Linked DNA regions of Oryctolagus cuniculus: regions 1, 3 and 4 are each linked to region 2. A link is a contact called in public Micro-C data. All regions are on one chromosome and are shown on one strand. The core of a region is the stretch at or near the end of the contact, and the rest is flanking DNA. Distances in the headings are between cores, read along the strand shown. Region 1 has its middle 340 kb from the start of MAFB. Region 2 holds the start of MAFB (MAF bZIP transcription factor B). Region 3 has its middle 65 kb from the start of TOP1. Region 4 has its middle 400 kb from the start of MAFB.

Region 1 (2,704 bases), core at 177-2,676, 340 kb after region 2:
TGCCCCTGGTGAAGAAGAACAAATCTAGAAGGTGGACTATAAAAATCTTCAGTGCATGTCCATGTGTGTGTGAGGATGGTGATGAGGAGTGTTGGTTAAAGATTAAATGTGCAAATGTCATAGTAAGCAGAACCTGGGCTTTCTATACTGAAAGGTAGCTCAAATATTTTATTATTCAAAATAGAAGCTTTAGGGGTGGATGTTTGCACAGCAGTTAAGACACTGCTTGAGAACTCTGCATCCCATTTCAGACTGCCTGTGTTCAAGTCCCAGCTCCTCTCCTGACACCATCTTCCTGCTAATGTGCACACTAGAAGGCAGCCATGAAGGCTCAAGTATTTGGGTCCCTGCCACCCCTGTGGGAGACCTGAATTGAGTTCCTGGCTCCTGGTTTTGGCCCCCAGCTAGTGCTACTGTTGTCATTTGGGGAGTGAATTAGCAGATGACAGCACTCTCTTTCTTTCTCTCTCTCTATAACCTCCTCTATCTCCCTCTAAAATTAAAAAAAAGAAAACTAGAAAATAAACTTTAGAAGGGTGATGTAAGTATATAAAAGACTTAGTATTTATTTCCTTGACAATATTTCCTTACTTGTAGTATAATTGTCTATTTCCTGAGCTGTTTCCCCATTGATGACCAGTTTCTTGGGATAGGAACCATGGATTTTCTACATATCTTAGGACATGGCAGAGGACCTAGCCAATAGCTGTTAAATAAATATAATATTTATTAAACAGATGATTTAGAAAGAAGTCAGATAATACTAGTAGAATTTAGAAACAAGGATGATGGTTCTTAACATATATATTAAATAAGATCAATGCTATGTAGTAAGTGAAAAGATGCTTCTTGGTATTCGGTAAGTAGACTAACTTGCTTGAATATTTGTGGGAGTTCAGAGATGTACTCTCAGCCCTGATAACCGGGTCCAGGTTCTTTGAGTGGTTGAATAGAAGCATGAATGGTTGGGGTAAGATATTTGGTAAAAGAGTGGATAAGCAATTCTCAAACACAGAGAAGACTAGGGGACCAGGATAATGTTGGAAAGAGCAGAAAGTGAAGTTTATTGAAGGCTGACTCAGTGCCAGCACTGTATTGATGTTTTACATATGTTATCCTAGTTAATCCTCATAATGATGAGGGCATTATTATCCCCACTTAAAAACCAAGGCTTACAAAGAGATTAAGCAACCTACTCCAGATGGAAGGCTGGGCCTGTGAGTGCAGCTTTCAGTGCCTCAAATATCCAAGGCAACCTCTGGTTATGGTGTTACAGGTAATTCCCTGTCCAACATGGAGAGCAGAGACTTGTGAGGACATGTGTCTCTGGCCTTCCAGACCTTTATCTCCTAGCATGGTGAGTGCAATCTGGCCCCAGCTATGGGCCTGGGGCACCCACGGCAGATCCTTTTGCTGCCTGAACCTGTTTGCATGTTGACAGATTACAACACATGTGGCTTTGGCTGGGTGCCCACCCCATGGAAGGCCCTTGCACTGTCAGGAGCCCCGCAGCAGGTGAGTAATACAGGAATCACTTCTCACCATGATTGCAAACGATGGCTGTCTTCATCGCCAGGTGAAGAAATGCCTTTTCTTTGGAAGCCAATCACTCACCAGCCAAGGGAGAGACAAAACACAGATGGTGGAACTACCTTAATTCTCTCCTGTTCCATCCACCAATAACGTGCATTTAAAGCACACTTTAAAAAATTCACCCAAATTACTCTGGGGAGCACATTCTCTAAGATCCATGAACTCCACAAAAGGTCATCAGCTATATTTGTCATTTCTCAATAATGCCTTTAATCACTTACTCCTTCATTCATCTCATAAATTAAACATAGTTTTAGGCTTCTACTGTATATGAGACACCATGTTAAGATTAGGGACAAGAAAGATTAGGACATGGAGATTCCATTCCAATGGGAAGGGCCAAAAAATCCACATAGCTAGGGGAGGGCATTTAGTGCAGTTGTTAAGTTGCTACTTGGGACAAGCCGGCGCCGCGGCTCACTAGGCTAATCCTCCACCTAGCGGCGCCGGCACACCGGGTTCTAGTCCCGGTCAGGGCGCCGGATTCTGTCCCGGTTGCCCCTCTTCCAGGCCAGCCCTCTGCTGTGGCCAGGGAGTGCAGTGGAGGATGGCCCAGGTGCTTGGGCCCTGCACCCCATGGGAGACCAGGAAAAGCACCTGGCTCCTGGCTCCTGCCATCGGATCAGCGCGGTGCGCCGGCCGCAGCGCGCCGGCTGCGGCGGCCATTGGAGGGTGAACCAACGGCAAAGGAAGACCTTTCTCTCTGTCTCTCTCTCTCTCACTGTCCACTCTGCCTGTCAAAAAAAAAAAAAAAAAATTAAAAAAAAAAATTAAGTTGCTACTTGGGACAACAAATTCCACATTGGAGTGCCTGATTCAAATCCCAGCGACTCTGCTTCCAATCTAGCTCCCTGGTGATGTGTACTGTGGAGGTCAACAGATGATGGCTCAAGTGCTTGAGTCTCTACCACCTGCAAGGCAGGCCCACACTGAGTTCTAGGCTCTGGCTTCAGCCTGGTCCCACCTTGGCTGTTGTGAATTAACAGATCTCTTTCCCTGGTTCTAGAATAAAACTAAAACTAAACTATACTAAAATAAAACATGTAATTAACATATAAATTGGATAAGCCCTAGGAAGTAAAATGAGTGATTGGATGGTGAAGCAACTGGG
Region 2 (2,700 bases), core at 132-2,631:
GGGAGGGTGCGCTTCGCGGGAGAGCCCCGTTTGGACGCCTACAGCGCTGCGCTCCCGTCTCCCAGTCTGCGCTCCAGGGAGGTTTCTCACCGGACAGTCCTGGTCCTCCTCACCGTGGTGTTTCCAATATCGGCCACCCGCCCGTCCCCAGCCCAGGACGACGGCCACTCTCGAAGGCTCGGGCATGGAATTTCATCGGGGCGACTGGCGCAGGACTCGCGGCTGAGTCTGAAGATAGGACCGGAGGACCTGCGTATGGCTCAAGGGGAACCTGTGGTAGGCCCCGACGCACACACGCCTGTGTTCCGGGCTGGCTAGAGTTGGCCCGGGTTCGGAGACCTGGCCGGGTCCGAGGCGCGGTCCAAGCCTCCGGGCAGTGGGCAGGAGCGCCTCGCGTCGCTTTTGCGCACAGTGGCCACTTGGGGTCGCACTTTATGCCTGTTTGAGCCTCTCCGCGGCGGGCAGACTCCGTGATCTGCTTAATGGTTACAAAACGTTCAAACAAAAACAGGGCCGGTTCCCCAGAAGCCGAGAGAGAGCCACTGGAGCCCCGTCCCGGGCTGGCCTCGGCCCCAGGCTCGGAGCGCTCAAGGTTGCGTGCGTCTGGCTGGGGACGGGGATTCAGGGCCTTCGGGCCGATTCTTTCCCCCGGTGCCTTCTCGGTGAGCATTTGCGGGTGGGGTGAGCGCGGGGAGCGGCGGGGCCAGCGGAGTCAGGGCTCGGCCACCCCGCGGGAGGGGATCGGCCCCCTCTTAGTCTCCGAACGATCCCAGGAGGCTAAGAGTTGGGTCTGTACTCAACTCGCTGAGCCCCAACCCTGCCTCCAACACACAGATACGTGCCGACCTCCAGACACACAGGCGCGCACCGCACACCGTCGCTCGGCCCCGCGGCTGCGAGGACACGGAGCGTCGCCCACTGGGCGGGGGCCGCTTGGGAACAAAGGGCCCGGGAGGCGTCGTCCCGGCGCTCATTCTGAGCCTCCTAGGGGGTGACACGGGCTGGGGGTGGGGGGTTGGAGGGTGGAGCAAAGGGTGTGGAGGGAGGAGAGCGCGCGGGGGAGTGGAAGCGTCGTCTTGGCTAGGAGGTAGGGCGCGCTCCGAAGACGAGAGTGCGGGGCCGGGACCTGGCGGGTGTGGGGGGTTGGGCCGGGCCAGCCGTCCCGCTCGGCTCCAACCCTCCGCCAGGCCTCGCCGGCTCCGGGGCTGCTCCGGCCGCCAGTCAGCTGACGCGGGGGGCGGGGGAGCTGTCAGGCGCGCCCCGCCCAGTGCGGGCCGCGGGGGCCGAGCAGCCATTGGCCAGCGCGCCGGGCCGCCCGGGCCCCCGCGCCCCGGTGACTCAGGGAGGCGATAAAAGGCGGCGGCGGCGCCGGATCCAGCACAGCTGCACAGCCGGGCTGCGAGCGGCTGCGAGCGAGAGGACCCCAGAGCGAGAGAGCTAGGGAGCGAGTGGCGGGCGCTCGCCCCGCGCCTCCCCTCCGCCCCATTACGCGCCCCGCTTGCCTCTGCGCCCTGCACGACTGCCTCGGCTCGGTCCCAGCGCAGCTACAGCCTCGAGCTCTGGGGCAGCGCAGGCAGCTCTGGGACTCTCCGGCTCGCCGCCGCGTCCCCAGACAAAGGCTTGGCCAGCGGCCCCAGCCCGCTGCGCCCTCGGCTCCCGGCCTCTCCGGCTCGCCGCGCTTCGCCCCCGCGCTTGGCTCGGCGCGCCCCGGCCGGCCGCAAAGTTTCCCGGGCGGCAGCGGCGACTGCGCCTCGCGTCAGCGATGGCCGCGGAGCTGAGCATGGGGCCAGAGCTGCCCACCAGCCCGCTGGCCATGGAGTACGTCAACGACTTCGACCTGCTTAAGTTCGACGTGAAGAAGGAGCCGCTGGGGCGCGCGGAGCGTCCGGGCCGGCCCTGCACGCGCCTGCAGCCAGCCGGCTCGGTGTCGTCCACACCGCTCAGCACGCCGTGCAGCTCGGTGCCCTCCTCGCCCAGCTTCAGCCCCACCGAACAGAAGACCCACCTGGAGGACCTGTACTGGATGGCGAGCAACTACCAGCAGATGAACCCCGAGGCGCTCAACCTGACGCCCGAGGACGCGGTGGAGGCGCTGATCGGCTCGCACCCAGTGCCACAGCCGCTGCAGAGCTTCGACGGGTTCCGTGGCGCGCACCACCACCACCATCACCACCACCCTCACCCGCACCACGCGTACCCCGGCGCCGGCGTGGCCCACGACGACCTGGGCCCGCACGCGCACCCGCATCATCACCACCATCACCAAGCGTCGCCGCCGCCGTCCAGCGCCACCAGCCCCGCGCAACAGCTGCCCACCAGCCACCCCGGGCCCGGGCCGCACGCGGCGACGGCGGCGACGGCGGCTGGCAGCAGCGGCAGCGTGGAGGACCGCTTCTCCGACGACCAGCTCGTGTCCATGTCCGTGCGCGAGCTGAACCGCCACCTGCGAGGCTTCACCAAGGACGAGGTGATCCGCCTGAAGCAGAAGCGGCGGACCCTGAAGAACCGGGGCTACGCCCAGTCGTGCAGGTATAAACGCGTCCAGCAGAAACACCACCTGGAGAATGAGAAGACACAGCTCATTCAGCAGGTGGAGCAGCTTAAGCAGGAGGTGTCCCGGCTGGCCCGCGAGAGAGACGCCTACAAGGTCAAGTGCGAGAAACTCGCCAACTCCGGCTTCAGGGAGGCGGGCTCCACCAG
Region 3 (2,700 bases), core at 197-2,696, 280 kb before region 2:
TGCCTTCTCACCGTCTGCCTTTCTCTACCCCATAGCCAAGGTTACAAGGAAAATGATACAGCATTTGGAGTGCTAGCTAGTATGGCTCCACGAGGAGAGAAGGGAAGCTGATCTTCATGGGGTAGGTGGGGGCCCAGCCACACCAGCCCCCACTGTTACAGATAAGGGGGCTGTGTGACTTGCTCACCAGCTCTGGATGAGCCACATCCTCCCCATTTGGAAATCCACAGGGGTGAGCAGGCCAAGAGCAAGTGGGCAGTGAGGCAGGGCTGTGGGGATGGGCCTCCCGGGTTCTTGTAGTGACAGGCGGCTCAATACCCGAGCAGAGCCCTCCTGGCTCGGGGGCCAGGGTTGCCAGATTTTCCAGGACAGCTGTGTGATATTTGGGATATTTGTGCACTACAAAATTATTCATTGTCTGAGATTGAAATTTAACTGTGCAACCCTACCTTTTGCGCACTGTGCCGTGTCTTTACCATCAAGGAGGAAGGAGTCAGGGACCAGACAGCCTTCTCCATTTCTCTCCTCCCCCTCCCTCCTTTCCCCTCCCTTTTCTCATAGCCTCCACATGCATATTCAAGACCTTGCTCTTGCTTGTGTGGGAGTGGCAAGGCTGGAGGAGAAGGCTCCGGGTGTGCTTGGGGCAGCACTGATGGCCACGCTGACCCCACCGCCTCCCCCCTTCGTCCGCAGTTAGAGCCAGCGACCACTGCAAGTGTAATTAGTTAATAAATCATCCCGAGTGATAAATAGAATGATAGATGCAGGTTTCACTTGATCACTTTTTTATTAAGGAGAAATAAATCAGCACCACATTGTTGCTATAAACCTTTCAAACTGGTCAGATCCTGGCTGGTAGAAGCTGATTAACATGGCCACGTGTAGGGACCATTTGTAGCTGATCATTGAGATCAATCAATCCCTGTCACTTGCATTCCTTGGCGGAGGTGGCAGAAGCCAGGTGCTGTTCCGCCCTCTGCCCGCTGCCCTGGCTTCTCGCTGCATGGGTGGTAGAGTGAGAGTGTGTGTGTGCCTTGGTGCCAGACAGCCCAGATTCAAACCCCAGCTGTGCCCCTGTGAGCCCAGGGAGCTGCTGCCCCACCTCTGAGCCTCAGGCGCCTCCTCCCCTGACATGAGCCAGACTGCAGCATCTTCCTTAGAGAGTGTCCTGAACACCAGTGGGATTTTATCATTCACAAAGTGCCTTCCACTTTCATTTCAGAGTTTTCTTTGGAAAACCCTGAGAAACCAGGCTCCAGAGGGCAGCCGTGGGAATGGTCTCACAGCTGGTCCTGGATAGTTTTGTGACTTCCTCGCATCTGGGAGCTGTAGGGGGTCTCATGGTGGAGTCTTGCTTCCTCCTGGGTCCCCAGGCCTTCACTGTCTCTATCTGGGACTCTCATCCAATCCCCCCACCCCCCACCTCGTTCCATTTTCTCCAACCAAGGCAGGTGTTCAGAGCAAGTGTTCCCAGCCCCCTCATAGCTCCTCCCTGGCTGATACTCAGCCTTTTGCCCAGCCCCTCACAGGTGCTAGAAATGCATCTACCTTGGGTCCAGTGGTTGCCTCAACCATTTTCCCTGCTCTTGACCAAGGCCCCTTTCTTCTCATGGCTTCAAGCCTTTGTCCATATTATTTCTGCCATCTGGTGGGCCCCTTCCCTCTACCCTCATTTTTTTCTATTCTTGAAAAACCTCCCATGATCCTGTTCCCCATCCTTTCCTGCAGAACCAGTTCTGCCAGGGGCTCCCAGAGCATCTTGGATGTGATAGCAGTTGCAGCACTCTCTCCTGTTTGTCTTCTCTTCCTCTCTGCCCTCTCATTTCTCCTGTGCCTATCCGTTAGCCACTGCTGTGTAACAGACCATTCTAAAACTTCAGGGGCTGAAAATCCCATTCGCTAACTCACCACTCTGTGATGCCGTCTGGGCTTGGTTGAGCACTCTCGCTGCTCTCCCAGGGCGTCCTCGAGTGCCAGCTGCTCCAGCCTGGCCTTGGCGGGGATGACTCATTTCTGCATCCTGTGATCTCCTGTTCTCCACCAGGTCAGGCTGGACTTGTTCCGATGGTGGTTGAGTAGGGCTCCGGGAGAACAAGTAGAAGCATGCAGGGCTGCTTGAGGCCCAGACTCATAGCTGGCACAAAGCGAGTCACCAGGCTGCCAGGCCAGGTTCTAGGGATGGGGAAGAAGACTCCAGCTCTCAGTGAGAGGAGCTGCAAAGTAACATTGCAAGGGATGTGGCTACAAGGAGGGAAAAATATTGGGGTCACCTTTGCTATAAATTTATCACAACTGAGACCAGCTGAGAGGTGAATGTTCCTGAGACTCTCATGCTAGTGGGTAATTTTTATGACTCAGATTCTTGACATAGATCTACAAGGCCCTGCTAACTTTCTCGTGCTTAGCTTGCGCCATGTTCCATGTTGGCGTTTTTTTTTTTTTTTTCTCTTGAGCCTTTCCCTTAAAATACTTCCTCCTGCCACAAGACCTTTGATAAGACCTCTCCTCTTTTGTGTTTCCCTGTATTAAAGTATCCCTTTCCTTTGCCTTCCTGTTCAAGCCCTTCCTGACTTCCCTGGCTAGATTGAATCCCTCTAGTATAGGCTCTGAGCAGGCTATGTACTCTGCCTTTTTTTTTTTTTTTTGACAGGCAGAGTGGACAGAGAGAGAGACAGAGAGAAAGGTCTTCCTTTGCCGTTG
Region 4 (2,700 bases), core at 106-2,605, 400 kb after region 2:
ACTGCCTACCCTGTGTTTATACCCTCTTCTTACCCTTCTGTATAGTCACTGATAGAGCGGCCTCATGCTTTTAATGACCATCTAGCATTCTTCTCTGGGCCAGCACTTACACTTGCTTAGTCATGCTGTATGTAAGGCACATATACTTTGTTTTCTTTGTATGCACCTTTGTAGAAACTTGCAAGTAACTTTGTAAAATGGTTCCTTCAACAGAAGTTTATTAAGTAAAGTATCTCTTAGGTAGTGGACTGGATGTCACCAGTACAACAAGGATAATGTATAACTGCTTCCTGTCTCCATAGCATTTGCAATCTAATTCAATAATACCTTTCAAATATAGACTCCATATTGTCCTCTTCCCTTCTTTGCTGGTTAATGTAATAATTATTGTCCCTGGCTTATAAATGAAAGACTTGTGGCTCCTAGAGGGGTGTGCATGCAACCAAAGCCACCAAGGGTGTTTGTTGCTATGCTGGGAAGCATTCCTGCACCTGACTCAGAAACTCTCACACTGCCCATCCTTCTAGTATTTGATCAGTTCCAACCCACTCAGGGAAGATGGGTCCAATTCATCTGTCTAGTATTGAATACAGATGAAGACAGCAGACATGGAGAGGTTAGTTCCTTCATTTGTAAACCATGGCACTACAGTGTATGAGAAGGAGCAGAGAGACGCTTGGCCCTCACTATGCCTTGGCGGGTCTATACTGTAGTCAGGCACTTCGGGGTTTGAATCCCAAGTCTGTTGTTTTGCTGTTGCAGAGTCTTGGTCAAGTCACTTCTCCATCCAACTCAGATTTCCTTAACAGGAAGGTGGGAAATGTCAATATCCCAGGTGGCTGTAAGGTTTCAAAGAGTTCGAAAGTATGGTTACTGAGGTAGAGTGAGAGTGGGCTAAGTGTCAGCTATTGTTCTTGCACTTACTTTATTTTATTTTATTTTTAATTTTTTCTTATGCTAAGTCTGATTGCCCTCTGGAGCCCCTGGCTTGTTCTGCCAACCCAGAGCCAAGCACCTGCTCTCTTGGCACCTTCGCTGTCCTCAGGAGCCCCCGGGCAATTCTGGGTATTGCCCTAGCTCCCTTCGAAGGAGAATGTGAACATGATATGGCCCTGATGTAGTCTGGGGGTGCAAGGAGGCTGCTAATTAGAAATGGAAGGTGGGTACAGCTAATAGCTTTCCAAGTAGCCACTAGCACTCACCGTGTGGGAACTGGGTGTGATTTCTTCTTAGAATAACTCCTTGGAGACCTGTGGCCTGTTCTGCCCTTGTCGTCCAGTTTCCAGACTCTCTGCTGTCCTCTGAGGGCCCAGCTCTGGAACGCGGCTCGTTGGCTCGGCTCTGGCTGCCAGGCTGGACAGATGCGACTTGTCAGGCTCGGGCCAAGTTGCTTAGGCGGGACACTCAGCACTGGGCCAGGCCATCCCTCTCCCGAGCTGGGCTCTGAGCCACCACTGGAGAGACGCCAGCAGGGAGGAGGCAGGGCTGTGGGTGATCGCTACTGGGAGCCTGCGATGGCCTACAGCGGTGAGGGCAGGATTCTGACATCAGCCTCTGCCAGGCAGCAGGTTCAGACAGGAGGAGAGGGAGGCTGCCCGCACCCGGGTCAGAGGGGCCATTGGCAGCCCGGAAAGTGGGTCCTCCCAGGCCTGGGCTCCTTGGGGCCTGCTCGCTCTGCTGTGGCTGTTGGGAAAACCTGTTGGGTGAGCTCTCGTGTGTTTCCCTGTCAGGCCAGGTCTGACAGTCGGGGCAGAAGAGTGGAGCGAGGCGAGGGAGCTCTGTAAGTGGCTCTGACATATACTTGAGAAGCTGCCAAAGGGTGGTTTATGTTTCTTAAACAGAGATGTGTTATGATAGCAAGGCTGCTTCTGTGGCGGTGAGAGGCGAGCTCTGCCTGAGCCTGGGGCTCCCTGACACGTCCCTTTGCCAAGTCAGGAGGCAGCACGGCGAAGGGGGCACATTTCCAGATCCAGGGGCAGCGGATGAAGCCGCCCCTGGACAGAGGACGTGACTTTGGATCATTTCCCGGAGCGCCACCTTCCTCATCAGCTAAGTGGGAATAAAAGTCCGTCCCTCCTGTGTTCCTTCGCTACGGACGTCTGCTGTGCTATTCCAGGCATTTCACAAATACCATCTCACTTAATCCTGTAACAACTGCATGACACAGGTGCTATTATTATCCTTGTTTTACAGCCAAGGCATAGAAAGATCAAATGAGTGGGCTAAGGTCTCAGAGCAAAGCTGGCCGAGCTGGGACTGGAGCCTGAACAATCTCCAGTGTCTCTAACCTTAACCACTCTGCTCTACATCCACTTTGTTCAGGGACTGTGGCCCTCTGCCTCTAAAGCACTTCACTCCTTTTGGAGTTGCACATTTGTTGATGTGATTATTTGATGAATGCCCTTTTTTTTTTTTTTTCCTTTTGGATTCTGAGTTATCCACCTTGGTGTTTGCTCGTCACCATATCCCCAGCACAGAGCTGTGGACTTAATAAGGGCTTCCTTGCAGGACGTGTGTGAGAGGTTATGCATAAGATCATGGTAAAGAACGTTAAATGGCAGGTGGTTCCCTAGGAAATTGTCAGCACTGCTCTGAGCTTACGATGGGCTCAGGGAAGATGTTTATATCCAGGACAGACAGGCTGTGGGCTGTGAGTTTACCCCCAGTGACTTCACTGTGGGGGATCCCTCAGTGTAGCCT

Evidence for each region. A called contact is a pair of places that touch in the nucleus more often than the background predicts.
Region 1: a contact with region 2 is called in a Micro-C map of ear pinna, with 3 times the contacts expected there. The contact joins the enhancer-like site here to the promoter of MAFB in region 2. A contact is called at or near these places in 2 of 6 Hi-C or Micro-C datasets (ear pinna and an unstated tissue).
Region 3: a Micro-C map of ear pinna shows a contact between it and region 2, with 5 times the contacts expected there. The contact joins the enhancer-like site here to the promoter of MAFB in region 2. A contact is called at or near these places in 4 of 6 Hi-C or Micro-C datasets (ear pinna, psoas muscle, skin fibroblasts and 1 more).
Region 4: a contact with region 2 is called in a Micro-C map of ear pinna, with 4 times the contacts expected there. The contact joins the enhancer-like site here to the promoter of MAFB in region 2. A contact is called at or near these places in 2 of 6 Hi-C or Micro-C datasets (ear pinna and psoas muscle).

The regions. Positions count from the first base shown.
Region 1 is chr11:18,592,110-18,594,813 of mOryCun1.1, forward strand. No RefSeq gene overlaps it. Among named protein-coding and RNA genes, the nearest start is that of MAFB, 340 kb to the left of the region's middle. Within about 2 kb of position 1,427, at least 1 of the 8 cell types and tissues checked has an H3K27ac peak or open chromatin away from gene starts, as enhancers often do.
Region 2 is chr11:18,257,023-18,259,722 of mOryCun1.1, forward strand. It overlaps MAFB (MAF bZIP transcription factor B), which reads left to right and starts at 1,382. Exons shown (of 1, transcript XM_008274435.4): 1 at 1,382-2,700. The coding sequence starts at 1,763.
Region 3 is chr11:17,974,100-17,976,799 of mOryCun1.1, forward strand. No RefSeq gene overlaps it. Among named protein-coding and RNA genes, the nearest start is that of TOP1, 65 kb to the left of the region's middle. Within about 2 kb of position 1,447, at least 1 of the 8 cell types and tissues checked has an H3K27ac peak or open chromatin away from gene starts, as enhancers often do. A contact at or near this core is called in ear pinna, where this site is marked.
Region 4 is chr11:18,656,771-18,659,470 of mOryCun1.1, forward strand. No RefSeq gene overlaps it. Among named protein-coding and RNA genes, the nearest start is that of MAFB, 400 kb to the left of the region's middle. Within about 2 kb of position 1,356, at least 7 of the 8 cell types and tissues checked have an H3K27ac peak or open chromatin away from gene starts, as enhancers often do. A contact at or near this core is called in ear pinna, where this site is marked.